Linked DNA regions of Triticum aestivum: region 2 is linked to region 1. The links are chromatin contacts, called in public Hi-C maps. All regions are on one chromosome and are shown on one strand. Each heading gives the region's core, a stretch centred on a gene start, on an enhancer-like site or on the middle of the called end of the contact. The rest is flanking DNA. Distances are from core to core; before and after follow the strand shown. Region 1 has its middle 51 kb from the start of LOC123089518. Region 2 holds the start of LOC123089519.

Region 1 (6,667 bases), core at 1,382-3,881:
GTCGCCATGGAGCCGCGGGCGCAAGGGGGCGCCGAGTTAGCATGGGCGCAGTGGTGTCGAAGTAGTGGTGCGTCAGGACGGAGATGATGTTGACGACGCATCGCGCCGGGTTTGCCAACCCCGGGGACACATCATAGACGAAGGCACGCGGTGGTGTTGCCAGCACCGGGCATGTGTAGACTAGGGATCTGCACGAGCTGTACGCCATGTCGAAGAAGTCGGAGGGCCAGCAGATAAGAACTCGACGACTGTTGCAGCGTCCATCGGCGCGGGGCCAGTGTCACCAACAGTGGTCGGAGTAGACGAAGTGGTCGGGGTAGATGACGGCGACGCTGACGCCGGGCTAGTGCTGGATGAAGACGAAGGAGGTGGACGGGCAGCTGCGGCGGCTACGGGGTAGCGGCAGCGGCGGCCAAAGGAAAGCGGCGGCGGCCGCTAGGTTAGGAGCGCGGCGGCGATGCTCGAAGTAGGCGAAGAATCCTGACAGCGTGACGAAGACCGGTCGCGGACGGTGGCGTTCCCGCGCCAAGGGAAACAGCGCGACACATACCACATGAAGTCAACGTGCAGTGACGGCAAAGTGGACTCCGGTCGTGGCACTACGGCCCGAAGAGGCGACGCAACGGCGGTGGGCAGGTCGGGGCGACGACGGGAAGACCTCGGGGCGGCGCGGCAGAGGAGTGTGGGTCGGTGCAACCGCGGGGACAGCCTCGGGACGGGTGCGTGGACCGCGTGCCATGCTCGCTACGGCCCGACGGGGCGACGCAAGGGTCGGTGCGGCCACGGGGACGACCAGGAGCGGACGGCCTCGGGGCGGCGGTGGACCGCGGGCCGCGGCACTACAGCCTAAAGGGGCGACGCAGCGGTGATGTGGGTCGGTGCAGCTGGGAGAAAAAGACGGGGCGGCGGCACTGCGGCCCGACGGGGCGACGCAACGGCAGTCCATTGCTCGATCGGTGGAGGGACGCGTTGAACTCGGGGATGATCTTCACGGGACCCGCGGAGGCGCGCGCAACCGACGAGCCAGGTCGGTCGCCCGGCGTAGACGAGGCGGATCGCGGCGGCGGGCGGGTGATCAATCCGATCGCGCGCGAGGTCGGGCACGCCGCTCGGTGGAGACGGGGTGGCGGCGGAGTCCGAGATGAAGCCGGCGACGGCGGGCGGCAGGGCGGCTATGATTGGCCACCGCATGGCGCGATGCCGCCGGGTCGGGTGATGCAGGAGTCCCAATCGGAGCAGGACGGTGACGGCCGACATACATCGACGGGCGGGTCGGCGCGCGAACGGTGGCGACGAAGGGCCGCCTGGTCGGAGCAACCGGCAGGCAAACGCGCGGACGATGCGCGAGGCCGCCGGGTCGGGGCGACTGGCGGGCAGACGCGCGGTCGGTGCGCGAGGCCGCCGGGTCGGGGCGACCGGCGGGCAGACGCGCGAGGCCGCCGGGTCGGTGAAGATGCCGGCCGATCACGCCGGGGTTGGAATAGAGGCGCACGGGTTCGACAGCGGCGTTGGGCGACGCAAACCGATCAAGATTAGATCGGAAAAACAAAAAAAAAACCGCCGATCAAGATGACTGGCGGGAGAGAAAAACCCCGGAGCAAGGACTCGGGGAAAAGACTCTCTAGACCAGCCGGTCAACACGACAGGCGGACGAACCCCAGGTACGGGCGGCGCGGCCCCCGGCGGCGGTCATGGAGGCCGACCGCCCCAGGGGCGGCGCGCGGGTGCGGAAGCGACGGCGGCTAGGGTTTAGAACCCGGAAACTGATACCATGTTAGAAGAGAGAGAGGGATTTGGTGGAATTATTCGTTGTATTGCTTGAACCTCGTGGGCATATATATAGGAGTACATGATCTACTTGAAGTACAAGGCAAGCTATAATATTTTCTAGTCTAATCTATGTTTTCTAATACAATCACGTTACTCAACAGATCTCATGCACATGTTGCGTGCACGCGGCGTATCGTTGGTTCACATGCTGCATATTCAGCGACTATTTTTCTATGTGATTTTTTGACGTGATCAATGAGGACTTGCTGCATACATACAAGAAAAATGCTCGCATGATTTTTGAAATGTTGTGACTTCTTGTCATGCTTTCTTTTATTGTGGCGATGTTAACAAAAGCAAAGAAAAAAATAGAAGACCGTGTGCAAAAATTAGATGCTGCGGATTTTGGATTGAACTGAAATGTGAGGGCGGGGGGAGACGGCCTATCGCGCCGTTGTTGTCTTGGTCCGGCCAACGCCTTTTTTCACTCAGAGAAACCATTTGGTTCAGATCCTATTATAAACTACTCCTGAAAATAAAACGAGTTCAACCAAAGGTCCGGCCAACGCGTAGGGCGGCCGTTTTGCTAGTGCTAGGCCTGACAAGGATGAAGCGATGGGGATGATGATGGGTGCATGGTGCAAGAATAAAATCCTGGCAGTGGGAGCCCATCGTTGTTGCAGACACGGTAGACCGCGATCCCGAGCATGAGACGGACGCGGCCGCGCGACGCCAAGGCGCGCATTAAAACCGGTTCTCGCCGTCGCCGTGTTGCGCCCCCGCTGCTCATGGCCTTCACGTGGGACTGACGTCGACCAGCACACCCGTACGTCCGGTCCGGGGACCAGACCGGAGCAGCCTACGTATATATGATGATGGATGTGTACGTGCTCAGGCTACCACGTCCACGTACGTCGCTGTTGAGTAGGCTTGTACCCGGCCCGACCACCGTTTCCTTTCCTAGCTAGCCAGCGACTTGCTGTGGAATGTGAATGAATCCAATGCACGCAAGACCCACTTGAAGTAAGTAAGGGCATCTCCAGCCGGGCCCCAGGAAGGCCTTCCCAGGCGTTTTTTTCGCGTCGGCGCTGAAAAAACGGCTCAGTCGCGTCTTCAGGAGCCCGATTTCGCCGGCTTGGGCCGAAAACAGCGCCGGCGGATCCAGCCCGAACCCGGCGCGCTGGGGGCGCCAGGGGCGCCGGGCGAACTGTTTTGGCGCAAAAAAGCCGCGGGCCCGCCGCGTCAGCGACACGGCTCTCTTCTCGGCCCTTCGTCGTCCTCATCGCCTCGTTTCCCGCGGCGAATCAATGCCAAAATTGCCGTGCTGCCGCGCCGGTCAGCCTGCACCATTGATGCCTCACGGGCGGCGTAGTGAAGACCGGACGACGCGCGCCCCTCGCCCTCCCTCGCCCGCCACGCGTACACACGGTGACACGCGCGCCTTGGCCTATATATGAAGCGCCCCGGCGCACTCGGCGACTCACACTCTCTCGCCGCCGTCGTTTCCTCCCTCTCCTCTCCTCTCTTTCGCCGTCCCCAGTTCACACCCATGGCCGAGCGCTTCCCAGGCGACGGCGCGGCGGCGAATGGCTTCGGCCGCCGCCATCTTCACGAAGACGAGGCTCGCCTCCTTTACGAGGCCGAGTACCCGGTCCCGCCGGACATGCGGGTGGCCGGGACGTGGAGGATCAGCGTGGGCGGCGTGCCGGTGCCCCCGGTACCGACCGACGCGGCGCGGCGTGCGGAGATCGCACACATCCGCTCGAACCTGCCGCATGCGGCGAGGGAGGCGCCACGGTACGTCCCCGACAGCCCGCTCTGGGAACCTTACTTCCGCCGCCGTCAGGCCGAGCAGCTCGAGGCCACCAACGGCGTCGTGCCCTACGGCAGGCTCAACACCGCCGGCCAGCGTCTGTGGTGGGGCGTGCTCGGGCGCACGTTGGAGGCCGTCCTCGAGTACATCGAGGGCGGCAACACGCCGCGCCTGGAGTACCCCGCTCCCCCTTCCTTCTCACGCCGCCGGGGAAGCTCCTGGACCCCGAGGCGCATGGAGACCGAGGGGTCCTCCTCCTCGTCCGGCGGCTCGCCCTGCCTCCGCCCTGTCAAGCCGAAGCCCCAGGACACGCCGGTCAGCGCGCGCACCCGCAGCTCCGGCGGCGCCAACGCCTCTGCACCAACCGGCCGCTTCGTCCTCGCCGAGCCCAAGGCGGAGCCCGTCCTCCCCGCGGAGTACGAGGAGATAGCCCGGCGCGGCTTCTCCGACGAGGACGCCATGCGGTGGGCGCGGGACGACTACCTCCGCGACGAGATGGTCCGGCAGCGAAGGGCCCTGGAGGAGATCGCCGCCCGCAAGCGTGGGCGCGAGGACGAGCACGGCGTCGTGGTCCTCGACAACGACGATGACGACGACGCCCCTGGACCGTCCAACCCACCGCGCCAACCGGGGGAGGGATGCAGCAGGGACGGCGGAGGCGGCGACGACGACGGCGACGATGATGACGACGACGGCGGTGACTACACGCGGTTCTACCGCCTCCTCGGCATGTAGAACCGCGTGGGCGGGCGGCGAGGGAGACGGCGGGCGGCGAGGGAGACGGCGGGGGTAGCCCGCGATAGTTTTTTTTTTCTTTTTTGTAAAATATGTTTAAGTTTGAATGAACTCGCCGATGTTTGCGTTAAATTTGAGTCGTTTTAGCGCCGTGTTTGACTTTTTGGACTAACCGTGGGCGCTGCGACGGGGGGCCATTACACCCCCAGTGCGCGGTTTAGCGCCGGTGCGCCCTAAGGGGGCGTTTTTTTGCCTCTCCTGGAGGGCCAACGGCTGGAGATGCCCTAAGTAACTTGGCATCCTTCTAGTTTTACTGTGTGGCCTCCCCTCGATCGAACGGCCTCACTCTTCGTCTTCCTCTCGCTCTCTGTTTGCCGACGATCCGCAGCTAAGCGTTGGGTTGGGGAGCGCCTTCGGCACGTCCATCAGAGTGCCCCTGGGCCTGGCTGGCGTCGCGCGACACGACACGGAGGCGCGCCCGGCGTGGCGCGCTCGACCGCGCGCGTCCCCGTCGGCCATGCCACCATCACCATGTCCATGTGAGATGGAACGAACGAGCGACACACCACATGGCCCCGGCCGTGCCCCAGCGCCCGCACATGTAGGCCCGTCTCATCTTTGCACGCACGCCCGGTCCCGGCCTCACCTCCGCCCCCGCCTCCGCTCCGGCGAGAGCGTCCCGTGCATGGCGACAAACCAGCCCGGCTTTCGCCTCGTCCGGGTTGCCAAGGCTTGGACGCGCTCGCCGCCGTCGCTGTCCGGCGCGCGCAACCTGTCGCCCAAATGCGAGTGCAGCCTGGCCACGAAGTTAAGTCGCGACAACCAGCCCTGCCCGATCGATCCAGACCCAGTTTCAGCACGTACTGCTGCATGCCTTTCCGGACGTACTGCTCCCGGCCGGCCGATCCATCCATCCAATTAATCCGAGTAAATTGCATAAAACTACCATTTTGAGGGTTAGATTTGCGAAAAACACTAGGATACAGATTCGCTGCAGAAAGCACCATGTTCAGCGTAATTGTTTTGCAAAAACCACCGATCGGCGGATTTGGCTCAGTTAAGTGTGTTTATGACAGATGGGGTCCGCTTTTCGCTGACGTGGCGTAACGTTCTCTCGAAAAGAGCGCTAGACACTACCGGAACATAGCCTTATGCCGACGGCCATATATATGTTGATGACCCCCGTCGGCCTAGTCTGGGCTATGCCGACAGCCATGTCCAGGCCGTCGGCGTAATAAAGTCGTCGGGCTATCCCGAGCAATGCCGACGGCCCCCGTCGGCCCAGAAGAGCCGTCGGCTTAGCCCAAGTTACGCCTACAGTGGCCGTCGGCATACATGGGTCGTCGGCATAGTTGCGGGCCCGGCGATTCCGCTCGTGCCGTGCGGCTAACGGCGTCCGATCTATGCCGACGGCCGAGACGGGACGTCGTCGGCATAGATGCGTTTACCATGTCATCGATCCGAGGCGCACTGACCACCACCTATGCCGACGGCTGCCGTCGGCATAGATGCCACATCACCGATCCACAGCGCGCCGGCCATTTGCCCTGGCCGCAGCTATGCCGACGGCATAGTTTTTTTTTCTTTTTTTTCATAGCTATATTTTATGTTTTCTTAAATATTATTATTTGACTAACTTACATATAGTACGTGTTAATAAGCATACATACATTATTTTTCGGTTCTGTACAGAGCGGTGAGACCCCCCTCACGAACGGTGTCGCCGCCAGCCGGCACCTGGAATGGGGAACAGCCGCATCGGGTCTACACGAAGGGGACTTTGCTCTGTTTATATATATATCGGATGACCTACCACAACCGGGTGGTGTTGTGGCATGTCCGAAGAGGCGGCACGCGTCTCCGGTGCGTGCCCCCCCTCACGGACGGCGCCGCCGCCGGCACCTGGAGGGGGGAAACTGAAGCGTCGGGTCTACACGGAGTGGATTTAGCTATGGGTTTGGCCCGGATGTTGCTCCCTGGTGTCCCTCTGGGCCGACCTGACACAACCGGGTGGAGAGGTCCACTAGTCAAAGCCCGTCCGTGGGAAGGGCTAGATCTCGTGGTCAACCGCTCCAGGGTTAGGCGGGACGGGGCCCCTCGGGGGGTAGCAATGCCACCGGAGCGTCGTACCGGGCCCTCATACATGCGGGATGGTGTTGTGGCATGTCCGAAGAGGCGGCACGCGTCTCCGGTGCGTGCCCCCCCTCACGGACGGCGCCGCCGCCGGCACCTGGAGGGGGGAAACTGACGCATCGGGTCTACACGGAGTGGATGTAGCTGTGGGTTTGGCCCGGATGTTGCTCCCCGGTGTCCCTCTGGGCCGAACTGACACAACCGGGTGGAGAGGTC
Region 2 (6,667 bases), core at 1,566-4,065, 140 kb after region 1:
CGAGTATTTTGTTTCTAGATTGATACAGCATTATGTCCCTGCACATGCTCCATTTTTGTTAGTCTGACCCCTCCCAAATCAACACAAATATCTTAACCATTTCCACTTATACATAGGTGCCAAAGGCAACACGCTAAACGAGCACTGGGTTAACAGTATAGAAAAGTTTCCTTCCAGGGGCTTGGGATATAATATACCACTAGAAGGGTTGGGTGCGCTTTGCTGCGCCGTAGATGTTGTTGGGTTTCTTCATAAAAAAAATTAGTCACGCTATTTTAAAATATAAGATGTATTATTTTTTTTGTAACAGTCAAACCTTTTAAAGTTTGATCAAATTTGTAGAGAAATATATCAAAATCCACCGTATCAGACTCGTATGATTAGGTTCATCGTGAAATTAATTTTCATAGTTTTTGTTTAATATTGTGGATGTTGATATTTTGCTCTGAACTTGATCAAAATTAAAGAAATTTGGCCTTCCAAAAAATAACACCTTATATTTTAGAACTGGTGGAATATTTAGGTTGACAGGCGGGGAAGATGATGGAGTGTGTTTTATTTTTATTTTATAGTGCGGTGATTTGATGGGCCTTCATGGTGTGGTTCTGTGTTATCCGCTAACCAACATATGTTTATGTAGGGAAATTTCCACATCGATGGCTGCATATACTATATTGGTGCTACAGTACTACATGATGGCGCTTCTTTTTTAGGTGATGAGAGGGTGCGTGAGATTGATATGTTTTATAGGCCGGTTGGTGTTGATTGATTTGAAAAATAGTTGGCCCAGTCAAAATCATAAACTAAACCAAAATTATATACCCCAGTTGAATGAAAGAGCTTTAAAATTAGGGAACATGGAGAATTAAAAGAATTGAATGGCAAAGCCCTTTGAGAAATTATTGACCCGGTCAAAATGGGATGACGCGACTCTATATTAAAGAACTCAATTAATTGCGAGGCTTTAAAAATTACTCCCTCCGTTTCTAAATATTTATCTTTTTAGAGATTTTAAATGGACTACCACGTACGGATGTATATAGACATATTTTAGAGTGTAGATTCACTCATTTTGCTCCGTATGTAGTCACTTGTTGTAATCTTTAGAAAGACAAATATTTAGGAATGGAGGGAGTAGGAAGCATAGTGTGTATAGTATAAAAGAATTAAATGAGAGAGCTATAATAAATTGTTGACCCTGTAAAAGTCGGATGACACAATTTTAATTGGAGACCTTAATTGAGTGTGGGCTCTTTAAAACCAAAAAGCATAATGTTATAGAGGATGTTGATGCTCGCAATCCCTTGAATATGTTAATTAGAGCAAAATATATTCCTCAAAAGGACATAATTCAAGCGCCCAAATTGCATTCCCTTGGTCGAGCCGTAGATTAGATTAACCCGAACATTATGAACGTGACTGTATATAAATCTTCAGATCAAAAGAGCTCGCATAACTCGAGCCTACAAATTATATTCACTTTTGTTTGTTTGCGAAAAGACTAATTTATATTCGCTATATCCCCGCAAGAAATAGTGTCCGTACGCAAATAAGAAAGACGAATGGAAATAGAGCCCATCCATGAGACACAGCATTCATACACGGGTTAATTAAGCGTACATTCGTAACAGTACTGTCATCATATATACACACACACCAAGGCATTTGAAGAACGCGCACGAAATCAAAACCGGGTACGAACTCGAGCTGATATGGCACAACACAACACAAGGTCATGCGAAGCTCTCGCGGATTAATAGGAAACTCATCATGCGCTGGGGTGACCTGCGGCAGTGCGGCTGGTCTCCTTCATGGCAGCGCATCTTTTCCCTGAAATCAGAGGCCAAATTGAAGGTGTTAATTAGGACAACTTCTCGATACTACTCAGTACTCGCATAGGTACTAACTAATCAGCACGTGAGCACGCTTTGATCTGAGAAGAAAGGTGCACTTACGCTGGACTTCTTGCAGTAGAGGATGGCGTCGTGGACGGCCGTGTCGGCATTGCCGTGGCACCACTCGACGGCGCTCGACGTGGACCCGCGCGAGGGGCTCCCCGCCGGCGCCACCCGTCTGTCCGCGCGCCTCGCCCTCGCCTTCCGGTACAGCGGCATCAGGAACCGCACGTACCTCAGCAGCACCTTCCACGGCGACGACCCGCCGCGCCGCCTCGTCATCGGGCGCTGCCCGGCGTGCTTGCCCGTCGCGCTGGAGCACGCGCTCAGCGACAGCGGCGTGCTCTGCGCCGAGTGGAACAGCGGCGACGACGGGGGCGACAGCCGCGGCACGGCTTCCGCGGCGCGACGGGCCACCGAGCCGTCGGCGTCCTGCCGTGCGGTCGCGTAGGAGCAGCCGCCGGGCTCGCAGGGGAGGAGCCGGCCGCCGCGGAAGATCTGGCTGGCGCTGACCAGGTGCGCCGGGGACGCGGCCCCGCCGTCGGCCGGCGCCGGGAGGCCGAAGTCAAAGTCGCTCGCCGTCGGCGTGGTCCACCGCATGGAGAAGAGCTCGGAGGGGTCCTCCATGTCGATGAAGGAGGACCTGGAGCCGCCGAAGGAGTAGAGGGCCACGTCGGCGGCGAGGCGGTCCATGGAGGGCGGCGCCTGGCTGAGCCAGCCGTAGGAGAAGCTGTCGCCGAGGTCCTGCGGCGAGCCGCTCACCTCCATGAGCCGCGTGCGCGTCGACGAGCTAGATAGACAGACGAGTTGAGATGTACGTGTGGCGTGCAGCGTGCAGCTGGGTGGTGTCTGAGGACGGAGACTGAGGAGGGAAGCTTGGCACGGGCCGGCATGGCGCAGATATAGTCGCACCGCGCAGGCCCCTCGCCCGCCCCACCGCCACCGCGCAGGCCATTCGGTGGGCGCAAATGACCATGTTGCCCCTGCCCCCCGGTGCCTTTGTCCTCTCCCTCACACACATTTTTCGTGCTTTTCGCCGTGACAACGTGGACCGGGAATATGGAATGCTCCAACATCTAGGACGTAGTACAGTACAACCCAAAGTTGAACCAGCGAGAGGTTGCATTCGTGATTTTGTAAATTGTGAGCTGCACGTCGATAAAAAGAGGTCAGACTGTTGAATTAATCGACTGCGGTCTTCTCTTCAGTTATGGGAAATACAGTATGCAGCAGCAGGCGCGTACGTACGGCGGGCGAAGGGTGTCTGGTCATTTCCTAGCTACCAAAGCATCCGAAAATGACAAGCATCCGAACACCGAAACCAAAACCGACAAACTTATGTTGCCACGCGACGTAGACGAAGCGCTTATTATACGGAGGGGTTAGCCGGGTGGTTGGGACAATGGTGACAAAACCCAGCGATCGATCGATCCATCGACGACGTTGCCGCACGGGCGCCCGTCCCGTCCTGTCCGTAGCACAAGTAGAGCTAGATTAGAGTAGGACTTTGCCAGCGAATTTCTCACGTACTCTAGGTCGCCACTCCACAAACGTGTCATCAACCGGACACGGGACAGCAGCATCCATCCATCCATCCATCCATCGACCAAAACCAATCTCGGATGGATTCCGGGGAAGGGAAAAAGAAGCGGGCGAGACAGGCTGATGCGGCCCTCACGTTGCGAGATCTCCAAAGGCTGCTCCGAATTCGGCATATGCGTCGTGCTACGCTACGCCTCGGCCTCATCATCATGTCACGTCACGATTTGCTCTGCAAATTAAGCAGCATTTCGTAGCAAACCCCATGGGGGCAGGAGGCGTGTCGGGCAGCCGGGGAGGCTACCTAGCGAGGCCTGAACTGGTTTGTCGAGGAAGACAAAATACGGTTCTCCAATCAAGAGCCCTGCCCTGGCCAAAGAGGGGTTTGAGGCCCTTGAACCATGGGAAAGTGTCTGCCTCACCACACGCAACAACAGCGGTAACGACGCCCGGACACGCGAGCTCGCTCGCTCTCTTCTTCTAATCCACTAGGCCCAGGTTCCGGTTCCGCTCGTGCGCTTGTCCCGGCGTGGCGACAGCCTCAGTGTTCATGGCGCTCCAGCTGTATAGTACCTCTAGTACTTTCTCTGTCTAGGTGAGCAAGTCATCTTAGGTTGTGCACCGTGATCAAAGAGGAGGGAAAAATGAGAGACCTTAATGTTTATTTGCTAATTAATAGCATTGCATGCAATGAACTAACCACTGCATGTCATGTTTGATAGTCTCAAGTCATTAAAAGCATGCACACCCTCGTCTCTTATTGGTTGATATGTGAAGAAACAAAAAATGAGGTAGAAATTAATGCACTGCGCCTAAATATTTTGGGATTATTTGGTTTCCGTAAGATGACTTACACACCTAGACGGAGGGAGTACATAGAGTATACTATTATCGTTGTTGCATGTGGGAGAGGTCTTGGGTTTTGTTTATGTCCGAAAAATGTTCAAGTGGTGACAGGAGAGGGGAGCGAATACTACTATCATCATCCCAGTTTGTGGAGGAAAAGAATATACTCCATGTGGCCTCGGAGAGGAAGAGGTCTCATCAGCGGATGGGGAAAAACAAAGCGGACGGCCACCTACACCTACATGGCCATATCTAGTACTAGTAGTGCATTGCGTCCTCAAGCTGTGCATCCATATCGATCGACCCATCGCTTCAACGTCTCATGCTTGCAAATTGCCAAAGGAGATAGATATTCACCTTCGGCGTCTCCGCTCCGCCGAGGCATCAAATCTCAGCATCTCAGCAGTGGCCAGCTGGTGAGTGAGAATCGCCCCAAAGCTTTTCGAAAGCGTATTTCCTTCTTACCAACGGTCGGGAATCGTGGCTGCAAATAGGAAAAGAGATCTTATCCTCCTCCTTCTATGGACAAAACAAACAAATCCTCGCACAAATCTTATAAAGCCGTTTTCCGTAAACGAGCATCTAACGTAGACAATTGTACAAAAAATGGATCGACGATGATGCTGTTCTATGCTCCGGCACAATATTATAGGTACTTGTGTGCAAGATCATGACCCCAAAAAATGCACAAGGATGAACTCAAACGCATGGCTGAAAACAAACAACTACGCGTACGTATGGACACCAAGAGATTCGATGATATAGCAAGAGCAGCCACTTTGCAAATCTTGGAGACGTATTTTTGGTTAACGAAAAAAAAAGGAGCGGAGAGAAATAGACCATGTGCACTGGCACCATCGTTTCTAGTGCTAAGCAACACACTGGACAGAGCAAACAAATCTCTGCATAAATCTTTGAAAAGCGCTTTCTATAAGCAAGCATCTAAAATGGACCAAAACGCGGAAATGATTCGACAATAATGTCGTTCTGTGCTCCAGAAGAATATGCTACTCTGCAAGACCATGACCACCAAAAAATGCTAAAAATTAAAAAATAAACGCAAGACCGAAAGGAAAAAAACACAATCGACACGCATGAACATCAAAAGATTCAATGATATAACAAGAGCAGCTACTTTGCAAATCTTTGGAGACATATTTGGTAAAAAGGAAAAGAAAACTAGCGGATAGAAATAGACCATGAGTTTGTGTCCCTACACTGCATTTCACCACAAATCTCGTTTCTAGTGCTAAGCGACACATTGGACAGAGCAACCACACATGAGTAAGTGTCGAGCATCATACCTTTTAACATGACACATCCTCTGGTAATCCTTTTGTGGAACATTGGGGTACAGTTTGCCCCCACCCAGGTCATGGCTTTCTAGGAGAAGTTGTCATCCATATGCCCTCTCTTTACTCAAAGCACCTTTGCATCATAATCCTGGGAATGTGTATGCCCTGGGAGGGAGAGCGCACATACATCGAACCCATGTCGGCATTCCTTTCTATACAGCGAGCCATTGCCAAAACATCAGCCTCCAAAGTAAGGAAATCAAACGCGTTATACAGGTAGACAGAAAGGAACTAAACATTTTCGCAAGATTTATTGCATGGTTGAGGTATTGGAGCTGATAAAGATGAATCACATGGGAGTAGATGTGATTAGTCTAATGAAGCAACGACAGAAAGGCCATGACGGTGTGATGCATTTGATAATTACATCTTAATGTTTTTGAAATGTAAATGCGCATTGGGCTAGTTACTCTGCAGCTTTCATTTAATCCTCAGATAGTAAAGTTTGACATTCGACGGTTATCAGCACGCTTTGTCAACTAATGGTTGTTAACTGCTACAACTACTCATTCATATGGGTCATGCAAGTAAATTATGCTTTGCGTGCCTTTTGAAATAAGCAGGGATGTCATGCGCAAGCATGGTATCTCGTAAAACCAAGTCAAACTAATCTTTCAACAAACTATTTGATAATTAAATGGCTTCATATGACTGCAACCCTACAAGATTGCTACAGCCAAATGATACTAATGAAACCATAAAAAACAGCACGACTACGACGTGTTTCCTCTTAAATGGTTTCCATTTGAGAAGGTACGAAAAAGACTCTTCTGAAATGCTTTTTTCTGAAGATATGGAAATTAGTGGCTAACCTGAAAAGTTCAGAACTACAGGAAAACAGGCTCAGTTGTAACTACTAAGATACACAGAGTAACAATCAGTTCGCCCAGTGTTTACCATAGCACTAAAATTGACATACATAATGTCGACGCAATACAGAGGCACGTCTAATGGGGAATGATGGGTTGGGCCAGTTGGGAGTGATGGGCCATTTATGTTTAGATGGGCTGACTGAATTTATGTTCTGAACCC

The links. A called contact is a pair of places that touch in the nucleus more often than the background predicts.
Region 2: a contact with region 1 is called in a Hi-C map of leaf, with 3 times the contacts expected there. The contact joins the promoter of LOC123089519 here to the enhancer-like site in region 1. A contact is called at or near these places in 2 of 5 Hi-C or Micro-C datasets (both in leaf).

Annotation. Positions count from the first base shown.
Region 1 is chr4B:637,347,115-637,353,781 of IWGSC CS RefSeq v2.1, forward strand. No RefSeq gene overlaps it. Among protein-coding and RNA genes, the nearest start is that of LOC123089518, 51 kb to the right of the region's middle. Within about 2 kb of position 2,632, at least 3 of the 8 cell types and tissues checked have an H3K27ac peak or open chromatin away from gene starts, as enhancers often do. A contact at or near this core is called in leaf, where this site is marked.
Region 2 is chr4B:637,489,361-637,496,027 of IWGSC CS RefSeq v2.1, forward strand. LOC123089519 reads right to left here and starts at 2,816. Exons shown (of 2, transcript XM_044511179.1): 1 at 1,956-2,816; 2 at 1,408-1,830. The coding sequence starts at 2,663. The coding sequence ends at 1,810.